Regions from separate parts of the Mus musculus genome. Here region 2 is linked to region 1. The links are chromatin contacts, called in public HiChIP or PLAC-seq maps. All regions are on one chromosome and are shown on one strand. Each heading gives the region's core, a stretch centred on a gene start, on an enhancer-like site or on the middle of the called end of the contact. The rest is flanking DNA. Distances are from core to core; before and after follow the strand shown. Region 1 has its middle 14 kb from the start of Mbl2. Region 2 overlaps Prkg1 (protein kinase, cGMP-dependent, type I).

Region 1 (3,171 bases), core at 51-2,550:
AATGCTGAGACTCCCAAGTGCCAAATCCCAAATAGGACATTTGCAACACCCTTCTCAAAGTCCCAGGAAACATCACAGACGAGGAAGAGGAAAGGATGTAAGAGTTGGCGGATAGGGAGGTTTCTCTGTGTCTTTTCCTAAACGTGCCGCAGGCTGACCTCAGTCAGCCCCTCAATTCATGGGAGAATCAGAGTCCCAGTACAGGTGGGCAGGAGTCAGTGAAAAGGTGACAAACAGACGCGAATAAAAGGGAGAGTTGTATCTGAATGTAATTTCTCAAAGGGAGCACCAGACTTATAATACAGAAGGAAAAAAAAGAAAGCTAGAAGAATACAACAGTCAAGGTACATGAGATGCATAATGGTTCTTTACACAAAACAAAGAAAATGCATACCTAAAAAGCTGAGAGGAGCCAGGCAGTGTTTGCAACTGAGAAAGGAACAGCCCTATCTAAGATCAGCTAAACACAGGAGCCAGGTGAATGGTCTGATGCAATGCTAGTCTATTGTTAAACCCACCACTAGGGGTCCCTTAGTAAATACCTAATTATGCTAGTCCTCTGAGCCAAGTGAAAAACATGCACCAGGGGAGTTCAGTTCTACTAACCCTTTCATGAATAATACAATACTTCAGTTTCTCCTAAAACCACAACCCACCTTCTTTCTATTATTATGTAATGTAGGCAGCCATTCATGTCTGTAATGAGAATTCTAAGTTTACTTTGCTAAGCTTGCCCTGAGATTTCTTCCCCCTCCCCTCCCCCCCACCCCCCAGACAGGGTTTCTCTGTGTAGCCTTGGCTGGCCTGGAACTCACTTTGTAGACCAGGCTGGCCTCGAACTCAGAAATCCGCCTGCCTCTGCCTCTCGATTGCTGGGATTAAAGGGGTGCACCATGACACCCGGCTGCCCTGAGATTTCTAACTCCTATCTGGCAAACTGAGATGCCTGATTGCTAACTGTCAACACGGGGGCATTTCCTCTGGATGAATGACATTCTTATGAAATTCCAAGCCCAGGGTCAGCTCAAGGACTGCCTAGGACATTGGTGAAGGCCAGACAGTAGAGGTCAACCTGATTTAGGTATTAGTAAAATCATTTCTTGGAGGCACCTATAATAAAACAATACTGAAAGAAAGCACAGAGATCCATACACCAACTAACGCAGGGACAGGTTTGGAGCATTCGAGCCAAGGTTCCAGGAGACTGATTTTCTGTGAAACTCTTTGCCTCAGGACTGTGTCCAAGCCTTTAGACCTATCACGTAGACTTCACTGGAGTGGGTGTGGTGTGCACGGTAATAAAATATCCTGACAAAAGTCACCTAAGGGCTGGCAAGATAACTCAGTGCATAACAGTGCCTGCCACCAAGCATAACTATCAGGGTTTAGTCCCTGTGACCCACATGGTAGCAGGAGAAAAACACTCTGAGGGCTATCCTCTGACCTCCACACACCTTTGGCTGCACATTCCCACACAAGCAGAGAGAATGAATAAAATCCATGTGCTTTAAAGTAACGAGGGAGTGGGGTGTCTACTTGTACTTACAGTGTATGGGTGTGATTCAACATGGCAGGGAATTCAAGGCAGCAGGAAGTTGAAGCCACTGGCTACATCACAGCCAGGATCAGGAACAGAAAGCAATGAATTTCTATGAATAGCCGGCTTTCTCCTCTGATCATTCTGATAGGGAATAGGAGTGGTAAACAGGGGCACTTCAATATTCTCTAATATAAAGACACACTTGTATTCCATATTATTAAAAAGACACCTACAATATACATATTATTATCAGTTTAACCTGTCTATGCCACCAGGGTTTGTCCTGAGCCCAGCCCCTGGGCCACAGCCCAGAGTCCTCTGTAGAGGCACAAGGTTGATAACTGCCGAAGCTAACCCCACTTGTCATTTGAGGGGGTGTCTGAGCCATGCAAGGGATAATGATAAGAGATGTAAGAGATGCTCGGATATGAGACATCTCAGAAATGTGGCTGACCACCACCTGACCAGCAAGACAAGAAATTCTAGAGTGGCTGACCACCCGCCTTCCCCGCTCGCCCCACCCCCCACGCTCCCCACAGCTACTCGAGCCTCTTGCTCCCAGCATCGGGACCTGTTAGCCGTCTCCGCACTAACCACTGTCTACTGCAACAAGAAGTTTTTTAGGCAGAGAAAGGCAGACAGCAGGACTGATCGATGGAATAAGTTAGTACTTCAAACACAACCCAGTGACATATACCTTAGCAAAGCAACCGTAATGAGTGTTAATTGCCAACTTGACAGAGGAGAATGACTGGGACAAGGACCTGTGGGCATTTCCCCTGGCTAGCGATGATATGTAAAAGCAGGCTCTCTGAATAAACAGCAATGTAAAGCCGTAGTTCCTCTCTCTGCTCATCCGCCTTTGTGGTAGCAGGGATCACAGATCTACTTTTCTACCTATAAGTATTTGTTTATTATATGCGCATGTGTGTGTATGTGTGCACTCGTGTGGGAGGCACACATACTCATGGCTCACCTGCGGAGGGCAGAAGATAACTCTGGGTTTTCCATCTTTGACTGGAGACAGGCTCTCTCACTGGCCTGGACATACCACCATAAAGGCCAGGCTAGCTGGCAAGGAGATGTTACCAGGCGGCTGCCCGTCCACCCGTCCATCTCCCATCCGAGCATCACCTGGATTACAGACCCATGCTTCCATACCTGTCTGGGTCTGCAGGGGGGGGGGGCGTGAGGTGTGGGCATCTTCACTCATCTCCTAGTGCTTGTGAGGAAAGCATTTACAAGCTGAGTCATCTCCTCAGCCTCTCCGGGGTTATAAGTTGAATCTATTATAACCTGAGGAATTATGATACAGAAAAGAGCTTTCACATTAGTCTCCATTGTTTGCCTGAAAAGTCGGCTTAAAGAGAGCATTCAGCAACTAGAGGAATGATTATTCCCCCTGCTCCCGAGAAAAGTATATACACCCTTGTAAGTCAAAAAAGATCGCTCCTTGCGATGGAAGGTAGATGACACATGGAAGTGCCCAAGTGGACTGATCAAGAAATACCCGTGTTCCCTGTTGATTCCTTTGTTTTGGGACCCATAGAACAGTAGAAAGAAAAGATTTTTATCCTCACAAGCAGCTCTGTATTGGCTCTGGGAGGTAGGGTAAGGGATAAATGCACCTG
Region 2 (3,220 bases), core at 347-2,846, 360 kb before region 1:
TAAAATCTTCAGTCTTTGAGAATTCCATGTATGTAGACAATGGCATATGATCATTGATCATAGCCACCCTCTGTTTACCGCCTCTAACTCCTCATGGATACTTTTTGACTTCCAAACTTGAGAGCCTTCGGGCTGACATAAAAACTTACCAGGAGTTGTATATTGAGAATGTGGCAAAACATAAAAAGAACAATTCCAAGAAGACATCCAGTGGTAGAACAAATTTAAAAAAGAAAAGAAAAAAAGAAAGAAAAAACCATACTGAGGTTGTGGCCACTGAGTATATTTTCTAATTGTGCCTAATTTGACACAATGCCAAACATGTAAATTTGTAAAGTAGGGCTTGTCCCTGCGTTTAGGAAGTTGCGATACTACAATGCTTTACTTGTCTATTCCTTGAAGATGATGTCAAAGCTTTTCAGAATTTACAGGTTTAAGTACCATGTTATCACTGAGACCGGCGAGTCTCAGCAGGGACAATTTTTATTATACAATATAGCATGTGGGTTCTCTCAGTCTGTGTGCAGTTGGATCTCTCTCCACCCTGAGATTGTCAGCGCACAGGGAGATATTTATATTCCTGACAGGGAGGCACTTGGGTAAAATCTCGTGGTCAATCTCCTCAGAATGTGCCGACCTTTTATAATGACTTGGGGAAAGGTGCTTAGTTCTGCCTCCTGGGTAATTATGAAGACAAAGCAGACAGGACGTTGTGACTATTTGAATTGTAGACTTTATGATCCTTTAACCCCAAAAGACATAAACGACTAGAACGGTTAATGCTTTCCTTCCCAGGAGGAATGAGTCATGAAGTCCCTACATGATATTCGGCTGATCTGTTTAAATCAAGAGTTTTATGTTGCCTTAAGTTCACCAGTCATTTTCAGTCAGTCTGTGACCTATGCCTTCTCTGCTTTGGTGTAAGATGGACTTTCATTTGGTTCTGGGACGGGTTTATCCGAGTGATTTTTGCTTACCCGCCAGCATTGCCATGGCTACTACAGGTTGTGAGTGTCTTAGCTATGTGCACATTATAGAGTCTAGCTGCTAAAGTAAGCTGTGTGTCTGGGGTTGTCCCTTACCTAGCTTTTAAGTAAGGAGTCACAATGCTGTATCTTACTCTGCTACATAGAAGACACAGGGCTTTTCTAAATTGGTAATTCCCAGGGCTGTGGCTTAGGGTCATCCTTATAAATACCACGCAAGTCTACTTAGTAAGTGATCAGAAATTACTGCCTAAGGCAAAGAACAAAACCCCAACGCTGAAAGGAATATTGAAAAAGTTTACATGTCCAGAGTTTTCTGGAACACTTCAATGTTCACTGCAGGCTTCTGAGTGGGGACATTTACTAAGAAACCTTGAGCAATTTCCCTCTTCAAAGACAGCCATCATAGGAGCTGAAAGCCCACAATTCCTTGGTAAGATAGGGGTAGTTTAGGCTGCTGTCTGTGGTCTTTTAGCACTTGTAGAACATCATTCTAGACCCTCTGGCTTTGGAAGTCTCTCTGGAGAAGGCAAGTGCTATTCTGATGGACCTGTTCTTAGGAATGACTCGTTCTTTCTGTCTGCCACTTTCTTTGTCCTGTTAATTAAAACATCTACAGCTCTGATTATGTGGTTTTTTTTTCAGGAGTTTCTTTTCTGGCCCTGCCTATTTGCTGCTCTTTGTACCTCCTGCAGTTTAATGAGCATCTCTTCCTTTAGATTTGGGGATTTTTCTTCTACAATTTTATCGAAAATCTATTCTGTGCCTTTGACCTAGGTTTTTCACCTATAGTTATAATTTGTGTCTTTGGTCTTTTTATAGTGTCTCAGATTTCCTGAATGTTTTGTTCATTGTACCCTAACGTTCTAGGTTATGGATCAGCTGAATGGTCCTTGGTGTTCAGTCTTTGGGCCACTCTGTGTTGATATGTAGATGGGGTTTCAGAAGTAACCCTAACTCAGCAAATAAGATACTACTTGTGGGTCTCTGGGCCCTGGGAGAATCTCTCTGTCAGTCTTGAGCTGTGGAGCCCTCCTTGGTTTCTATGGGTGTTCCTTGGGTTGGAGGAGCTGGGATCACAGTGAGAGTGGGCAATGCTCTGTAGGGATAGAATATAGGACACCACACCATCCTCAGATGGAGGTGGGTGGAGTGGAAGCCAGGCTGGGTATCCTTATCTGGAGTTAGAGGCACAAGACCTTATGAACCCCGGGTGCCTTGGAAGGTAGAGAGCAAGACTGTCTTAGGGAGTTTCTACCTGGAGTTCCAGGTCAAACTCTATACTGTGCTGGAGAAGAGCAATGCGTGCAATAAGCAGGTAGTTGAGAAGTTTGGGTTTGGGGGACCTACCTGGAGTTCAGATCCAACTGTATACTGTATGGTAGCAGTGTATGTGTAGGGTAGCATGCGGTAAAAAGATGCACTATGGGATGTAATAGAGTACAAAGTCACACTGGATGCAGTGCATAGGGTGGCTGGTAGGCAAGTGGGGGATGGGAATGGGTTTGGGGAACATACAAGAAATTCCTGGTTGGATTCCATATGATGCCAGGATGGAGTGATGGGAAAGGTGACTGATAGGCAGACACATAGGCAGAATGGGTCTAGGGGAAGCTACATGAATGTATGGGTTGTATTCCACTTAATGCAGAGAATAGAAAGGCTGGTGGACAGCAGTATAGGCAGAAAAGGTCTCATAAGACCTGCCTATTGTCCCCTGCCAGATCCAGGTAGTTCAGAATTCAGCCGGTAAGTAGGACAATGGAAGGATTCTTAGCAACCTACCTGGAGTTCCAGATCAGTTTCCACTTAGGGAACTGGGTAGAGTGACTAATATGCAGGCAGGTGGATGGACCAGGTCTGGGAATTCTGTCTGGAGTTCTGGGTTATTGTCTAAGCTGTGGCAGGTGATGTGGCAGGTAGGGTGGCTGATAATTGAGTGGGCACAGACGATCTGAGGAACCGCCCTGGTGTTCCAGGTCAGACTTATGCTGGGTGACTCTGTAAGTGAGATGGCTTATAAAGCCAAGCAGGCTAAATGGGTACAGAATTCCTACTGGGAGCACTATATTAGACTTGATGTGGTACCAGGTGGAGAGGCGGGAGCATAGGAGTAGGGTGTAGAGTCGCTGATAGAATTGGGATCATAGACTGGGCTTAGAGGTCCTCACTGAAGTTCCAGGTCAGACTCTATGCTATGTTTATGGGAGCAGGACCACAGTGGGTACCTAGCA

What was found. HiChIP or PLAC-seq counts read pairs in DNA pulled down with a chosen protein or histone mark.
Region 2: an H3K27ac HiChIP or PLAC-seq map of trophoblast stem cells shows a contact between it and region 1, with 8 times the contacts expected there. The contact joins two enhancer-like sites. A contact is called at or near these places in 8 of 39 promoter capture datasets (the C10 cell line, the HPC-7 cell line, HPC-7-derived erythroid cells and 6 more), 1 of 15 datasets of contacts at CTCF or cohesin (the NIH/3T3 cell line), 1 of 115 datasets of contacts at active chromatin or transcription factors (trophoblast stem cells) and 4 of 9 other capture datasets (adipose tissue, embryonic stem cells, liver and 1 more).

The regions. Positions count from the first base shown.
Region 1 is chr19:30,217,575-30,220,745 of GRCm38.p6, reverse strand. No RefSeq gene overlaps it. Among named protein-coding and RNA genes, the nearest start is that of Mbl2, 14 kb to the left of the region's middle. Within about 2 kb of position 1,300, at least 7 of the 459 cell types and tissues checked have an H3K27ac peak or open chromatin away from gene starts, as enhancers often do. A contact at or near this core is called in trophoblast stem cells, where this site is marked.
Region 2 is chr19:30,573,742-30,576,961 of GRCm38.p6, reverse strand. All of the region lies in intron 16 of Prkg1 (protein kinase, cGMP-dependent, type I), which reads left to right. Among named protein-coding and RNA genes, the nearest start is that of Dkk1, 26 kb to the right of the region's middle. Within about 2 kb of position 1,596, at least 2 of the 459 cell types and tissues checked have an H3K27ac peak or open chromatin away from gene starts, as enhancers often do. A contact at or near this core is called in trophoblast stem cells, where this site is marked.